Linked DNA regions of Mus musculus: region 1 is linked to region 2. A link is a contact called in public Micro-C data. All regions are on one chromosome and are shown on one strand. Each heading gives the region's core, a stretch centred on a gene start, on an enhancer-like site or on the middle of the called end of the contact. The rest is flanking DNA. Distances are from core to core; before and after follow the strand shown.

Evidence for each region. Hi-C and Micro-C count contacts between places; a contact is called where the count stands out from the background.
Region 1: a Micro-C map of muscle stem cells shows a contact between it and region 2, with 7 times the contacts expected there. The contact joins two enhancer-like sites. A contact is called at or near these places in 1 of 39 promoter capture datasets (hematopoietic stem and progenitor cells), 1 of 484 Hi-C or Micro-C datasets (muscle stem cells) and 1 of 115 datasets of contacts at active chromatin or transcription factors (cardiomyocytes).

The regions. Positions count from the first base shown.
Region 1 is chr1:90,414,883-90,418,494 of GRCm38.p6, forward strand. The region is part of intron 3 of Gm34992 (a long non-coding RNA gene); the gene reads left to right. Among named protein-coding and RNA genes, the nearest start is that of Gm34992, 79 kb to the left of the region's middle. Within about 2 kb of position 1,394, at least 18 of the 459 cell types and tissues checked have an H3K27ac peak or open chromatin away from gene starts, as enhancers often do. A contact at or near this core is called in muscle stem cells, where this site is marked.
Region 2 is chr1:90,162,638-90,166,823 of GRCm38.p6, forward strand. No RefSeq gene overlaps it. Among named protein-coding and RNA genes, the nearest start is that of 4930434B07Rik, 11 kb to the left of the region's middle. Within about 2 kb of position 1,779, at least 40 of the 459 cell types and tissues checked have an H3K27ac peak or open chromatin away from gene starts, as enhancers often do. A contact at or near this core is called in muscle stem cells, where this site is marked.

The sequences.
Region 1 (3,612 bases), core at 144-2,643, 250 kb after region 2:
CTCTCTGTCTGCTCAGCCTCAGGTAGAAGGCCTGTGCCATGTCCTTCCCGGCAGGGAACTCAGCTGCTCAATCTGTGGACCAGGTGGTGACTTAGTAGGTCACAGAGGGAGATGCTAGGAGTGTGATTGAGGTGTGTGGGGGTGGAGAGACAAAAGCTAGAGGAAGCCCAGAGAGAGCCTGAGGGCTTGAAAGGCACCTGGATTTTGGAGACAGAAAGGGAGGACTTCATGACTCTTCGTAGGGTGGTAGTGAGGCACAGCAGTCCATGACATCCACACAAGTGTAATCTGAGGCATAGCAGTGCCTCCCTGTCCTGAGATAACTGTAGGTGTCTGGTATCTCTCTGGCCATCACCTATGAGCTTATCTGGTTAGTAAGAAGCCCTTGTGGACATCTGGAACTGGGCCGCAGAAAGACTTTATGTATGCTAACATTCTAAAGTACAGTGTAACTTTTAATGGTTCTCTCCAGCAACCCTGTAAGTTGGTCTTATTTTCCCATTAAATCTAAGTTATATGTGAAGTCACCAGAGGAAAAGTTTGCTAAGAGCTCCACTCAAAGATGCAGGGCCACTGTCCTTGGTGGTCCCTGACACAACAGGGAATCTTGGGCAAATCTCACCCAAGCTGACTTCAAGATGAGGGTCAGGGGGAGATGAAGATGAAGGGAAGTAAGAAAGCCAGCAGCCATTACATACTTAAGACAACTGGCTGCTTAAGAAACCTGAAGCTAAGTTGACTAGACAGCTGCTTCCCAAAGTAACAGGTCACACTACAGTGGTCAGGACCCGGGCCTGACCTTTCAGTGACCCAGGCAAGCTAGGTAGGGAGGTGAAGACATTGCCTAGCTTTGTATTTGAAAAGAAAAGGCGGGGATGGGGGGAAGGTTTGTAGGCTAGAGTCCCACCACAGTCATGAATAGAGCTCTTTCCCTCATGTGGGCTGCTTGAGATCCTCCAAAGGCAAAACCCACCACTGGGTTGTGAGTTTTAAAGCGTTATTCAGCCTATTAACAAGTACACAAATCCTGGCCACTGTGTCTGTGATGAACAAGTTGTGGTCAAACAGGGGAGTGATACGTCTGTAGGGAGTAGAACACAGCCCAGTGTTTGAAGACTAAAGATGGCGGCAGTTCCACTGTGGTTGCTGTTAGGGTAGGTGGTATCCAGGACTGTTGTGGTCAGAAATGGACACCAGCATTGACTGATTTACTATCCAGTTATTTGAACTGTCACAGGGGACAGGGACCCAAGCAAACATCAACACCAGTTGTTACACAAGGGACCCAGGAATTGTCAGAAAAGAGTCAAAACTTTGAAAGACAGGATCATCCCTAGGCAACCCCAACAATTTAAACTCATCTCCTTGTTTTGCCAAGCCACACAAAATAACTATGACACTAAGATTAGTCATTGATTCCCCTCACCCTCCGCTTCAGAATAGCAGTGAATCTCATCCCTAAGATTTCTCCTTTCACTTGAACCCACATGTAGAAACATGCAGTCCTAGTGTGGCAGGACACCACAATTTGGAAAGAAGCCTAGGCCCCAAATAGGAGATCCAATGGCACTGAATTCAAGTTGCAGTTGCAAGCGTTTGCTGGTCCAAGAGTCTGAGTAGTGCTGTCTTCTCTTGCTATCACACATGTCTTCCTTTTCTCATATAACTGTATAATCCTGGCCTGATGCCTGTGCAGAGTGATTCTGTTCAGTAGACTCTTGATAGAGTAGTGTCACCAAACCAGAAAGTTCTTGGTTAATAAAGCAATGTTGAATTCCAAAAATATCCCTTTTAAGTTACACAGTCACAAGATATGCAAGGGGTGTGTCCCTTATGGCACAATCACAGCACTGGGTTTTAATTCTTTGTTGTTTTACTGACATTACAGATGTTAAGCACTATCTTGTTTTTTTTTTTTTTAATGTAACCAATCCTAGCTTATTCTTAAAAGAATTGCAAAATACCTACACACAAGAAGGCAGAAGCCACTTGGAATGTCATGATCGGACCCTTCCAGACTTAGCTCTGCACCTATCTGTAGTGACACAGTGGGACTTCTTCACAGAAGTATGTGTGTGCAGGGTTCTCCAAGCCTAAGCTAGGCCTCTTCTTCTTCATTTAGCTTGTCAGGGGCATGTACAGAAACCACCAAGAACGGTATTTCCCGATCCTCCCTCTGGGGCTTTTCAAGTAACAGCCTCCACCTTTCATATCATCTGTCAGGCTTGAATCTCAGCCTTGGGCCAGCACTCCTGATAGTGTCTCCTCAGTGGGAATGGCTGCAGAGAAATTTTTTGGGTCAGGGTGTTGTGTTCTGTTGCTTTGCCTCTGTGACACATTCCCCCCAGGAAAGGATTCTACTATTCTACAAGAACCCCAGCTTCCCAGACTACACTAAGGCTGGGTGCATACATGTTCTCAACTTTTTCCAGTATCAGAGGTAGAAACCAGGGGCAGGAGGGATGGCTCAGGGGTTAAGAGCAAGAGTCAGGTTCTTGGATCTCAAGTCAAGCATTTCCCAGTTCTAACTGCAGCTTCAGGGGATCCAACATCCCTTGCCTGTGGACACCTGCACTTACATGCCTCTGACAGATACATATGCACACATTTTTTTTAAATGAGATAGGAGAATGTCTTCTAAGTTTGTATGACTCTGGTATACAGAAGAAAAAATCTTTACTGATTATTGGTTATGTGAATTTATTATTTTATGAATACCTAATTTTTCATATTCATTGATATTTTTGAGAAAGTCCCTGTTAATACTAAATATTCTACTTGCTTGTCATACGGGCTGAAAGTTTCCACAGTTCACATTTAAGAAAACAATGTTAAATGCCCCCCTGGTAAATTCCGATCATGGCATCATGCTTGCGAACACCGCATTTAGACACAGATTTGTTTTACTATGAAAATGCTATTTGAAAAATGTTTTGTTATTTTATAGTTTCATTTTAAAAGCATCCCTCTATCATTAATCCAGTGGATATACATCTGGCTCACCAACTGAGCAAAGGACCTAGCCAATCAGCTCACTGCTGATCTCATCCTCGTTTCAGATAACTCAGGCAATTATTTAAATATTAGTAAGACAGCAGAAGAGATTGGCTCGATTTTTACTTGGGGTGGCATGGATATTACCTTCTCTTCTGGGGTGTGGGTCACATGGTAGGGGGGTTAGTAAGGTCTGCCTGGCCCTAGAGATCAGAGCTTTCCATGTGTGTGGAGGAGACATGGAAGAATTGACTCATTAGTGGAGACGACAATAGAAAACTCTCACAACGATGCCAGACAATCACGGTGACAGGATTCTCTCCACCCTGACCTATGAGAGCTCCCCCTGGCCTCCCAAAGGAGGGTGGTTATCAGGCAGCCACTTCATTACACTTCACTACACTGGTGCTCTGGAGACATTTGGTTCACAGTGGGCACCCTGACCCCAACTTTGCCCCATATGAGAACAGAGCCAGGACACTCATAGCAGCTGTCCGCTCTCTCATGACGAGGGACTATGGGATCTGGGAAAATATTTGCTCTGTTTATTTTGGGCCATAAAAAGTCGCATCTTGTTTGTATGTAGATGTTTAGCAATAGAGAGATTGGGAAGTCTAA
Region 2 (4,186 bases), core at 529-3,028:
TGCCGGTTTGTTTTGGGGTTTCATGTCCCGTCTCTTGCGATATCATTTTTCACAAGGCTTCTAATAAGACAATGGCCTTCGTACCCACGGCATGGAGCTAATTGCAAACAACAGCTGGCCTGTGCATAAAACAAAAGTGACATGTTTAGTCACCCACGAGACAGGGGAGACAAGGATTACCAACAGCCCAACAACATAAGCAAGGCACAGCTGAAGAGGAGGGAAATCAGCTACTTGGTTTTTTGTCTACCCTATTACACCATCAGGATTTGTAGAAACATCTTAGTTTTAGACAGGAGGCTGGAAGACTGACTGTTGCTTCCCGCTACCACCCCCTCCCCAGCCTCCGCGGCTTCCTAGGCTGGATTCAGTTTATCTTCAAGTTCAGTGTTCCCTAGACCTAGCCTTGAGCCAGACCAGGATTGCAAGATTGGTGCAAGCCCCTGTCTCCTGAAGGTTGAGCTGCGTCTGTGGCATTTCCCTAGCATCTTATGGGCTCAAGCTTGCCTGGGCCATGGAGGAGTATAAATACCAAAGGAAAACCTACTGGGGATGTGCCTGCTTCAACATCTCGGTTTCTTGTATAGCGAATCCTTCTCATGCCAAAGACATCTCTTTGGAGTCATCTTGACTGTCTCAGAGAGACAGCTGTTTAGAAAACAGCTGGAGAGATGGTTCAGTGGTTAAGGACACACACTGCTGCTCTTGCAAAGGACCGAGTTCAGTTGCCAGTGCACACAACAGCTCATAAAAGCCCGTAGCTCCCATCCCCAGGGATCACATGCCTCACCAGCACCGCCCTGACATGCACATACCCACACACAGACACATGGGCATACGTGTAATTAAAAACATAAAAATAACTCTTACAGAATAAAAGCTCAGTAAAACTGAGTTCACGAAGAGATAGCAGTCTGGGTTGCCGTTGGGGGTTCTCTGCTCCGTTGCCTGTGTTCAGAATTTGAAAGGTTTTGCCCGTGTGCTTATGTCGGATGATCGGTCTATGATTTTAACAACTGTGTCCTGTCAAAGTTATCATGGTTATGTTGGCTTTGTAAGTTGGGATGCGTGCGTTCCTTTCTTATATTTTCTGAAAATTTACGTTAAGGCTGTGTCTTTATGTTTGATAGAAACCAGCTGGGTCTGGAATTTTCTTTGCAGCAGGTTTTCAATGAAGAAATGTCAATATGGCTAATAGCACAGCTTGGCCCAAGCTTCCTGTTTCTTACCGGCCTGTTTCAGTAGGCTGTGTTTTGCATCCAACAATTCGATCATTTCATGTAAGTTGTGGGATTTCTTTTATTCAGTTGCTCGGAATACATGACACTGTCGCTTTAGTATTTATAGGCTCTGTGGTGACTGCAAACCATCTCTCTAATATCAGAGAGGTTTGGTGACTTCACACCATCTCTCTAATATCAGCGGGGTGTTAATAACTCCATGTTATCTCATTAGTACCTGTAGTGTCTGCAGTCACCACATCCCCTCCACCATCTTTACTGTGCCTGCCAGATAGCCAGTGCTTGGCTTTTCTCTTTGTCTTTGTTCTGTTCAGTAATTTTGGAGGCTGCCTTTGGCTGATTCATTTTCTTATTTATTTCTTGCTTTAGCCATCCGCTGTGGCATAACAGATGAGTACCCCTGTTTCAGTGTAACTTAAACAGCACGTTACACATACCGACCCTGAGTTCTGTGGTCAGGAATGGGCACAGCTCAGGTATCCCTGCCTGAAGATTGCTCACAGGCTGAGGAGTGGAGGGGTTGGCACAAAGGCATCATCCAACCGCCTGACTTGGGGGTGGGGGCACCCTTCAGGCTGATTCACAGAGCTGTCAGCAGGGTGGGGATCCTGTCCCCTCAGCTGTTGGCTTGAAGAATCTAGAGTTCTTTGTTGGCACTGGCTGGAAGAGGCTCCCTTTGTTCCAGTCCATGGTCGGGGTGAGGGACTTGCCACAGGCTGGCTGCAGCATGGTGACTAACTCTGCGGAGAGTGAGCAAGCAGGATGGAGCTGGGAGAAACAGTAGGGGGAGGGGAAAGCCAGAGACACCTGGCCATCTTGTCTCCCAGAAGCCAGGAAGTCAGAAGCCAAGGCTCTTCTCAACTGCTTTACTCTGCTTTCAAGCTCTGTACTCTAGTACCCACCCCACCCCACCCCACCCCACCCCCACTCTCCCCAAAATAACAGGGTCAGAGATTCGATTCATTCTATGATTTCTGTGATAGAGGATAGAGTTCAATAGCCTCTGAGGAATGGGGCAGAGTTATTAGTATTTAGTATTGACTATTAATCTTTTGATTAGTAATTCCCTTAGTCGTTTAGGTTCTTTCTCATCGATGGGCTGTATCTTTGCACAAAATTCCTGACTGATGCTCGCTGCCTCTGAACTGCATTTTAGCTTCTGTTCTCGTCATGTCTTGGCCATGTCTAGGTGCAATGATATCAACAGCATGGCAGCAGGGGCTGCTTAATGATTAAGGCAGGCCCTTCCCACCTGAAGCTCTGATGGCTTTTCCATGCCTGTAGCTGATGGAGTTCAGGCAGTTGTTGTACAAAGGGACTGGGTCACGAAACACTGCACTGTAGTCAGGACTTAACCAGGGGCACTCAAAACCAAGTACACTTACATTGCTTATTTGTTTGTGCGTGTTTATGTGTGTCTCTGCATGTGAGTATGTCTGTGGGCACACTCATGCCTCAATGTGCACGTGGAGGTCAGAGGACAACTAGCAGGGGTCGACTCTGTGGGTTCCCTGGGTTGAACTTTGGTTATCAGAGTTGGCCACAAGCACCTTTCAGCAGCTCAGCCATCTTGCCTGTCCTCCACCTTGTATTCTGAAGCCAGGTCTTTTGCTGATTCCATAACTCACCATTATAGCTAGGCAGGCTGGCCAGCATAGTCCAGGGATTCTTCTCTTTCTGCCTTGCTAGCCTTGGGGTGCACACAACACCATGCCTAGATTTTCTGAAATTTGAACTAAGGTCTCCATGCGTTCAGCACTTTAGCCATTGACCCACTTGCTCAGCCCTTAATTCACGTTAAGTTTTAAACCTTTCCTCCCCTTTTTATTCTTACTCACCACCAATTCACCTTCCAGTCTGGAGCTGCAAATTAGTCTAGGCACCGGTGTGCCTGAGGCTTCCTTTGGGAACCGAGACTATCACTCCTGTTCCTTGAAATGAACAAGGGGGAAGTGAGGGAACTTTTAGACCAGAAGACAGGAGGACAGGTGTATAGGACCATCTACTGTATATATAGCTATATATACAGTTATACACACAGTATATATATGTATATATACATACATATGTATGTATATACAATATGCATTATATATCACATATCACACATGAAAATCATATATCATATGTTATTATATACATTACCATCTCCACATTCCTATGCAGTGTTTAGTCATTCACACCTTCTGGCTCTCAGAGAGACTGTGATGACCTCAAAGATTCCAGAACAAGAGTCTGGTTGGGTCTGTACACACTCTCTGCTATGGCCTCTTGGGGCTGAACTTGAGCGCCATCCAGGCCATGTTCCTTCCCTGAGCTCTGGATCTCTTTGTGAGCACGCTTTGGTGATTGATAGGGTCATCTATGGGCTCCTCATGCTGACGTTGACTTTCTAGTCATTCACCCTTACCCAGCATGCCACTTTACTCTAAAGCTGCTTGAGCCCTCTGCCTTCAGCTCGAGTTTCCTCCAAGGAATGATCGTCCCATCTCCTAGCCTTGACCAGAGGCAAGCCCAATTTGGGGTATGACATATCTTCTGATAGGAACAACTAGGGTAAGGACCCATTAGCACACCAAAGCCTGCTAGCCTAGCCCTCTGAGAACTGGTGAAAGGCTGCAGCTCAGAGCATAATCTAAATATCTGTGGTGGGCCAGCATCCATCTTGTGGGTGAGGGAATTATTATCGGTATGCTGACCTGGTATGAATTTGTACGGAGCTAAGAGACGTTATTGATGGTGCTTCTCATTCCTCAGGCTCCGAGAGCCACACCTGCTCCTGGCATGTAAACCCAGCAGGCCTGTGTTCAATAACTGCCGTTAGACCCTGAACTCCCCCTGTGCAGGGCTTTGGACACTGCACTTAAGACTGACCTGGCATCACGAATTCCAGCAACACAGAGCTGGGGATGTCAAGCTGTTTATCACACCAGAGCTGGTTCTTA